Regions from separate parts of the Mus musculus genome. Here region 1 is linked to region 2. A link is a contact called in public Hi-C data. All regions are on one chromosome and are shown on one strand. Each heading gives the region's core, a stretch centred on a gene start, on an enhancer-like site or on the middle of the called end of the contact. The rest is flanking DNA. Distances are from core to core; before and after follow the strand shown.

Region 1 (4,252 bases), core at 404-2,903, 71 kb before region 2:
TATATACTCCAGAACAAGGAGAAGCAAGTTTCTACTGTGTGTAAGAGATATGGTTTATGGTATTCTGTCAGAGCAGCCTGGATAAGCTAAGACAATCCTCAATTAGCTAAGCAATATATGCTTAAGAAACTTTTCAAAAAGGGGCATAATTCACTGAATCTCTTTCTGGCCTTTCCTTTAACCCTCTCTGCAACATATATTGCTGGTAACTAACTGACTTAATGCAGGAATCAGGATAAGTTCTTCAAGATCAATAAGAAATCATAACTTCCAACTGGGCTGGACTTTCAGAAGAGCGCTGTTCACCCTGATGGATCCCACCTACCCTGCAGGTCAAGATCACCATAAGGAAAGGAAGTGGAGTTTCACAGATAGCCCACTGTTTATTCCTATTCCTAGCTCATGCCTAACTTTAACATCCATTGCACTTCAACTTCCATTAATATTGAATGCTCTGATGAAGGTATAACATAGCTAACAGCACATGGGGACTCGGATATAATGCCTATCAAATGAGTCTACCACTCTACTTGTTCCAAGGATGGTTATACCAATATGCCCGTTTAAATTTCCTGTAGATAGTTTTCATCCCAGAGTCAGTACATGCTCTGTCTGCATGCCTCACACGTCAAGGACAAACTTGAAAAACAAAGCACCAACACTCCTCAATTCAAATCAACATCCATTAAAAAGAAGGCTAAGGCAGAAAGAACAAAGTTCAGACTATCCAAGCGCCAGACATTCTACAAAGGTGCTTTCGACCCATGTAATTATGTTTTTTTTTTTAAAAAACAGACACTTTCACTGTGGCATGAACTGAAAGCCAGCACCGACCCTTCACAATAACTATGAATAGCTCCACGGTTGCAATGGATTTCTGGCATTTTTTTTTCCTCTTGTTTCAGTACGTGACATGCTACAAGAAAATTAATCTTAAAAAGCTGACTTTTTAAAGGCTTGTGATTACAAAATAGTTGTACCCTTGGAGGGGCGGTTTATTGGGTGAATTTTATTTATTCCAAGGTCTTAGAAGAATAATGATAAAGTACTCTGCAGTTTAATACACTTTGAGTGGCTGCCAACCAAAGAGCACTTCGCTCACTTGTTGAAGAAACAGAAGGCCCACTGGGAATCACTGAATTTTGCAACTTTCCAATCATATGATTAAATATAATTAAGTAAAGGCAAGACCTCTAACTTTAAAACCTGCCAGCTCCATAGCGGAAAATCCTCATGACCTTTGTACTAGAATACAATCCAACTGTGTAAAACTACTGATGTAATAATAATTAATTTCTTGCTAATTAAAAAAATAGTTCATGATACATAAAAGAAGTCAATGCTAGTATGTACCTATATAGATAAATGCTATTTTAAGGAGAATTCATAAATTTCTAGATGAACTGCGATAAGTGTTGCATATAATTACCTAGATATAATGATGTCTAATTACAAGGGTGATCAGATTCCCTAAATAATCTACTTATAGGGAAAAAAGATAAATTTGGTCCAACAGGGAATTTTTCAGAGTAATCCACTAGAGAAAGCCAAAGATCTGTAGACTACAGAGACGGCAAACTCAGAGTGTAAAGGGCAAGCCGTTGTTCTGTGGCCCTGACCTGAAAACTGGTTTCCCAGAGGTGATCTGGGTCAGCATGCCCAACAGAAATACAAATAAACATTAGTTTGCGTCGTGTTCCTGGACATGACACACCGATGCCCTTTTCCTTTGTTGGCTAATGTTTCTGAGAACTTGTGACGGCTTGGTTTTCAGCAGGTTTGGCAGCACAGGTTGGATTACATAGTGTTGATGATCTTTTACATATATCCAGGCAATAGTGATGATGTTCAGCTCCGGACACTAAAAACCCACGAAGGGGAAACTGAGAGTAAGGAGATCATTTTGAAAGAGCTAATATCCTAACTCACCTGAAGAAGTAGAAGAAAGAAAACTCCATCCCTTCCTTATGATTTTGGGCCATCATCAAAGCAAGACTAAGGGCGACTCCTTAATCTCTGTGTGTTGGACACCTGAGAATTGATTCTAATAGGTTCCTGTTTTGCTTTGGTTTCAGTTTGATTTTGTGTTATTTCATTTTGGGACACAATCTCATATTCCAGCCTGGCATCAAACTCACTATGTAGCCATGAACTTCTGATACTCCTGACTCTATCTCTCAAGTACTGGGATTATAGTCACTCACGGGCCACCCAGCTCAGTTTACTTTAATGGATATTTAATGAAGAATATAGGCGTCTTCACCCATTGTAACTGATTCCATTTCATGACTGCAGTCTTCCTCAATGTTGTTTTTTGCTAACAATGACAGATTCTGAAAGTACCCTTTAAAAAGACTAGCACTGTCTCTCCATCAGTCAGACACCCTCATCCAACATGAAAAGTCTACCCTGCACAGTCGTCAGCTCGTGCACTATTTTGGAAAAACAAAAAACAAACACAGAAAAATTCAAAGTTCTACCTTACCTTATAGGAACAAAAAAACAGAAAAAAAATATGCAGAAGAAGCGAACAAAGTTGACCACCACTTTAAATCCCACTTAAGTAAGGCTTCTCTTGCTGATAATATGTTATTCCTGCTATCTGAGAACCAAAGGGACCATCTCCTCTATTACTGAAAGCATTTTCATTGTTTGAGTAGAAACAAACAAAAATTCTCAAAGTGGGACTCAAACCACAGTAATGCCAAAGCTGGTTGTAGAATATTCTTAGTTAAATAAAAGCATCAGTCAACTGAAAAGTACAAGACCTTAAAGGGGAAAAAAGAATGGCATTGGGTCTAGGCCCACACTAGAAACCACATCTAATTTGACAAGTCTAGAGTGTTTGTTCTCTTTAGAATAAAACTGTCTACCAGCACCAGTGCTTCAGGGAATGCATGTCCCTCAGTGGTAAGGCTTTTGTTTAGCATGTGTGAGACCCGGGTTCCCAGCACCCTGTTACACACAGCCCAAACATGTCTATCCACTGGGATTTTCAGAGGAGAGAAAATAAATTCAAATATGTTTGCTAGGTGGAGAAAAAGGGAAATTCATGCCATACCACCACATATGAGATAAATCTCTGTCATGAACTTCATTTTATTCATCTGGGAGGTTTGAGACCTTTTAATAGGGGGTTGGTAATTTCATCATGACTGGAAAAATCCACATCACAGATAGAAGTCAAATGTCACTACACAGAAGATTCAGTGTATGTCACAAGTACAGATCACTGGAGATCTAAATATCCCCAGAAGCATAGACACTGTCAAACCTTTCCACAGAAATAAGGGACAGCACACTGAGAAACAAGGTTTCGTTTCTCTGCGCATTCACTGTCTCACCCCTGTTCCTTGAGTATGGCTGTGCAGCACATAGTTCTAAGCATAAGAAATGGGCTGCTGAACAAGGTAAGTGTAAACCCTGCCCACACAGAGATTTAGTTCTATTAGGAAGCAGGATAGCAAGGTAGATAATATGCTAGATAGTGAGAAGTGCAAAGGTCAAAATAGAATAGAGGATCTGGGATAAGAGGTAAAGGCGGATGTTTCAACTCAAAAGTCTGGTGATAGACGAGCAAGTCATGTAGGTAAGTTGGGGGGTGTCTGTGGCACAAGGGAGTGGCAAGTACAGAGTCCCTTAAAGACTAGAACAGCTATACACTGGAGCTCTAGCAGGATGGACTAGAGAAAGAGACAGAAGGCTATTCCAGTAACTCAGGGTGAAGGGTCTATAACAAAATAAATGCACATATAAGGAGCAATTCATTGGAGGTTTTTCTAGTCATCTAGGTAAGAGATGGTGAGATCCTCAACCAGACCTGAGGCAGTATTGGACAAGAAATGTGGTGAGATGCTGGAATCCCAAAAGTATTGCAGAGAGATTTCAGACAAGAGGTGTAAGTAAAGTAGAAAGCAAGGAAGACTCGGGTGTTCTGGCTGGAGGATCCAAGAGAATGAAATTACATAAGAGATGGAGAAATCCGTAGGAAGAGCAGGTCTGGATATATTAATTATACGACTGCTAATAGCCCTCCAATTATTCCATGCCAATTAAATAAGGAAGGAAGTGCAGAGATAGGAGTTCAGATGCCATCTGCAGAGTCATGAAAACGTTTGAAATCTGAAGTGTGGTCCTCCTCTGAGCTTTAGCATTGATGAGCTAGGTTACTTCCAGTCTGCCCCACCCAGCAGAAAGAGATTGTAGCTATTATGTTCAAAGCACTTATTTTGTATCAAAATTTATTCATATA
Region 2 (4,307 bases), core at 1,288-3,787:
TGGCTTCACAGAAAGTAGTTAAGTACAACTGGACGAAGAATTGTCTTCAGATTTTACAGCTCTGTGTATGTTCTTGAGAGTGGCAAGCCTTCCCAAAGCAACACCAGCAGAAGGCCATCAGGTACCACATGCTCAAAAATAAAACTCTACATCACTGGCAAACAGTAGAAGAACACATGAACCCAAAGGTGGTTCAGGATTATTATCTTAATACTGAGCCATAAAATATTATTCCAGAACCAGCATAAACCTTACTCTGCAAGCCAGATGCATAGAGATAATTCTTTTTCTTTAATTTTGAGATTATAATATAATTAAAATAATTACAACATTTCCCCCTTCTCTTTCTTCCCTCTAAACTCTCTCACATACCCCTCCCCAATCTTCCTCAAAATCAGGGCCTCTTTTTCACAATTGCTATTTCACGTATGTATGCAAAACCTATTCATTCTATATAATGTTACCTGTATGCATGTTTTCAGGGCTGATCTTTCAATACCAGACAGCCAACTAGTATGCTCTTCCCTGGGGAAAACTATCTCTCCTGAACCCAGCTTTCCTGAGTTGTCTAGAGTTTTTTGAGTAGGGTTGGTGCCTCATAGACTAGTTTACCATGATCATTGATATCACCCCTGTTCAGCTCACAGTTGGGTAGTCATGCTGGCGAGATTCTATGGGTATAGCTTCTAGTACTACAAGGAAGATAGAATCTCACAGCAAACTTCCTGATCTTCTGGCTGTTACAGCCTTTCTGCCCTCTCTTCCATAATGTTTCCTTAGCTTTAGGGAGTGTTTTATAAATGCATCCATTGAGACAATAAAGGCAACTCTAAAAGTTCTCTATGTAAGAAAGTCCACATATAGCCTTGGAGATGCATTCCTAATGTGCAACACTTACTATAAGTAACCTCTTCCATGTATAATTCTCACGCTTCCCCATGGAATGTAAACACTAACTAAATAGCATTCTACCCAGCCAGGCTTACCAATCAACTTAGCAAGACCTCTTCTTTAGAGAAATATGACATCGGCTAATATTTTGCATACCTCATTGGCCTTCAGATTCTCACATTTTAATTTTCCTCATATGGAAATATATGTATGTGTGTGTGCATGTGTGTATGTGTATGTGTGTGTGTGTGTGTGTGTGTGTGTGTGTGTGTATAGGCTAGTATCTTTATCCACTTTTTAAGCATGGAAATATTTTGTTTAAATGCAAATTAATCATTGGAAACAAAGTTGTGCATAATAAGATTTTTCCTGACATTTTCTCACTTCACCACTAGTGAACCCAGGCTCTTAAAGGGCTTGCTGGTGATCTCTATTTTAATCACATTTCAACCAGAAATTAAAACCGTATCTTATTTAACAAGACTATTGTTAATACTGACTAAATTGTGTGAAATCCTTACCTTCATGTTTTTATGTTTTTGAATTTAACTAATAAATAATTTTTGCCCTGTTCCTTAATCATCCATTCGAAGGATACACTATGACACAATATGTACATGATGTAGCTGGTGGCTTTGAGGCTCTAACAATGCAGCTGGAGAGATGACACCCATCTGAAAAGGATCTTGTCACTGTCGGGGCAAGACAGGGTCCACGTGACAGTTCATATGATATATTTAGGTACTACCACATTTCAAAAAAAGCAGGAAAACCATAAAGTGGGCATAAACTAACTTCAAGAGGCCTTGCTCAAACAAGGTGAGTCTACAGCTTTAATTAAACTATGCAAAAAAAAAAAAAAAATGAAAGCAGTGAGCCCTGATCTACAGTCAGTTTCCTCTTAAATATCTAGGAACCCTAATTTGGGGGCCTGCTTTGAGAAATGAAGATGGTAAGAGTCTCTGTTCTTAATGGGAGAGACTAGATGGAATTTGTCCTTTGAGTATCTGACAGTCTCTTCTAAAGGGAGCCCTTCTATTTCAAAGAGGAACCTAATAGGAAAAAACACATTTGAATAAGAGACTGGTCAGAAACTCAGAGCAAGGAGAAAACACAAGAGAAACTGGAGAAGCAATAGACACACAAAAGGGAAGGGAAAGAAAGAATAGCAAAGAGTCAAAGATAATTAAGATTTTTCACTCTAGATGTGACCCAGGAATATGAAGACTTCGTGTTCACACCTCCATAAAGTATGAAGTAAGATTCCTGTCCATAAGAAAATTATTACAAGACCCTAGCATGTGCCTGCATCCCGACTGCTGCACAGAAGATTTCTAGAGAAGGTATAGACTGTACCAGTGCCTCCCACCCCTCCAGACTTGCATCCAGACTGTGGTACTGGAGAATTCTGGAGAATACATAGAGATGTACCTCAGCTACTTCTGCTTCTGCTGGTCAAACTCACAAACCTTTGCATTTAAAGCTCTGGTGTTAAGCACCCGTGTCCTTCAGAAGTTACATCCTTCTGTGTGACAAGTTTCCTAAACAGAATACCACGCCAAGAAGATTCTGGTCAGCGTCTGTCACTCTTCAACCGAGTCCTAGTCACATGCACTAAGTCCAGCTTCCTGCCTTTCAAACTTTAACCCCAAACCAGAGGACACATCCTGCCTTCTGCTTAGGTGGCAATGCCTGGATCAGTCATTTGTACCCTGTTTACCTCACTAAAGAGATCTCATATCTTAAGCACTTCTGGTTTTCCCCTTTTTCCACTGCAAGTTACAAACTCCTTTTAGCCCTACCTACCCCAGCACCCAGAGTATACTAGAACCGTCTGCGGCCTCCTGAACTCATGAGTCACTATAAATAGCAACAGCATCAGCTCTCCCACAACACGTAAACACACTATTCATAACATCCCATCTCGTGGCATAGTGGAATAACTATTGGAATAGAATAGCCAATGGTAACAAAAAGAAAAGAACTGCCATTTGGAGGGCACCTCAAGGTGACTGGGAGAGCCACATTTCGGAACATCTAGGCTGCCTAAAATACTCAAGAAGGCAGAGCACAGTGACATCTTCCATCGATGAGAGTCGGTGGAATAAACAATTATTTGAACTACACAAAGCATTTTCTTGTTGAATGCTCAGTATCGTATGTAAAATCTTCATCCTTTCAGGACCACACTGCCTCAAATTCCTAAACATTTTAATGTCACTGAGAAACAGGAAGAGAGAGCCTTCTTTTCAGGAAAAAGAGTGAGCCCATTTGTTTGCAGGTTATAGAACATCCTGACTATTGACTAAATTTGAGAAAAGCCTGGGAAATAGGCACTACCTTCTGGCAGTCTTCCATAGGTCAAGACAGTAGCTGCCTGCTCCACCCCTAGAAATACTCAGGCCCTTGGCTATTTCCCCTGCCAGCCAACATCCAGACTGACACCCACTGGCAAGTTCAAAGGAGCAGGAGGCAGATAGAGTTGATGGTAAAAATGAAGGAATAGTGAAAACTTCCAGCAGGAAGGAAGGGCTGACAAGACTTAGGGAGCAGTAATTGCTGACTACAGAGAATTTCTCTCCACCAAGTCCAGCCTGAAGCTTTCATCACTATCTTCCTGCAGATGAGGGGAAATAAGATTGCAGACGGTCTGCAGAATGCCTTCAAGCATTTATTGATAGGTCAGCAGATGGCTCTTCCAGTAAAGCTGCCTGCTGCCAAGCCTGAGTTCGAGCCTTGGGAGCCACACAGAGAACTGACTCGCAAACGTTGTCATCTGGCATCCATACCATATTGTGCCACAAGTGAAATAGTCTTAACACCCATGCAAGTTAGTGCATGTGCACACACACACACACACACACACACACACACACACACACAAACACACATATAGACACACACGCACACACCATTATCCAATGTACAGGTCATTTGATGTGCAGATCATGGGTGTTCTTGCCCATAAGTGTTCTAGGTAGGCGGTCCTTCCAGAAAACTCTACCATAAGGTCTTCTTCTGAAAACAGAAAGTCTACATTTTTGATTATTTTTCAATATGAAAAGCTCTTGTTCTCAGACCTAAAGTAAAAATTTTTTTTCCTACTTCTAGAAAGTGAAAAAGAGGATGCCCAAGGCAGCCTGATTCTTGTGTCTGTACGCCTCTGGCACGAGTGGAGCTACTTCCCCTCACACATCTGACAGACCTATCCTACAGATCAGATCGTTTGTGGGGTATAGCAATGGCACCCAGCAAATGAAAGAAATTTTACTCTATGACATCAAAATTAAGGAGCATGCCTAAAACAAAGAAAGAGAGAACGAAGGAGAGAGAGAGATTAGAAAAGAAAAAAGAAAGAAATGTATCACACAAAAACGGGGGCTGGAGAAGGACACAAGAGTGTGCTGGGAACAGGG

The links. A called contact is a pair of places that touch in the nucleus more often than the background predicts.
Region 1: a Hi-C map of liver shows a contact between it and region 2, with 1.7 times the contacts expected there. The contact joins two enhancer-like sites. A contact is called at or near these places in 2 of 484 Hi-C or Micro-C datasets (liver and pancreatic cancer cells), 1 of 115 datasets of contacts at active chromatin or transcription factors (cardiomyocytes) and 1 of 9 other capture datasets (adipose tissue).

What each region holds. Positions count from the first base shown.
Region 1 is chr5:89,030,307-89,034,558 of GRCm38.p6, reverse strand. All of the region lies in intron 4 of Slc4a4 (solute carrier family 4 (anion exchanger), member 4), which reads right to left. Among named protein-coding and RNA genes, the nearest start is that of Slc4a4, 150 kb to the right of the region's middle. Within about 2 kb of position 1,653, at least 11 of the 459 cell types and tissues checked have an H3K27ac peak or open chromatin away from gene starts, as enhancers often do. A contact at or near this core is called in liver, where this site is marked.
Region 2 is chr5:88,959,866-88,964,172 of GRCm38.p6, reverse strand. The region is part of intron 3 of Slc4a4 (solute carrier family 4 (anion exchanger), member 4); the gene reads right to left. Among named protein-coding and RNA genes, the nearest start is that of Slc4a4, 75 kb to the right of the region's middle. Within about 2 kb of position 2,537, at least 21 of the 459 cell types and tissues checked have an H3K27ac peak or open chromatin away from gene starts, as enhancers often do. A contact at or near this core is called in liver, where this site is marked.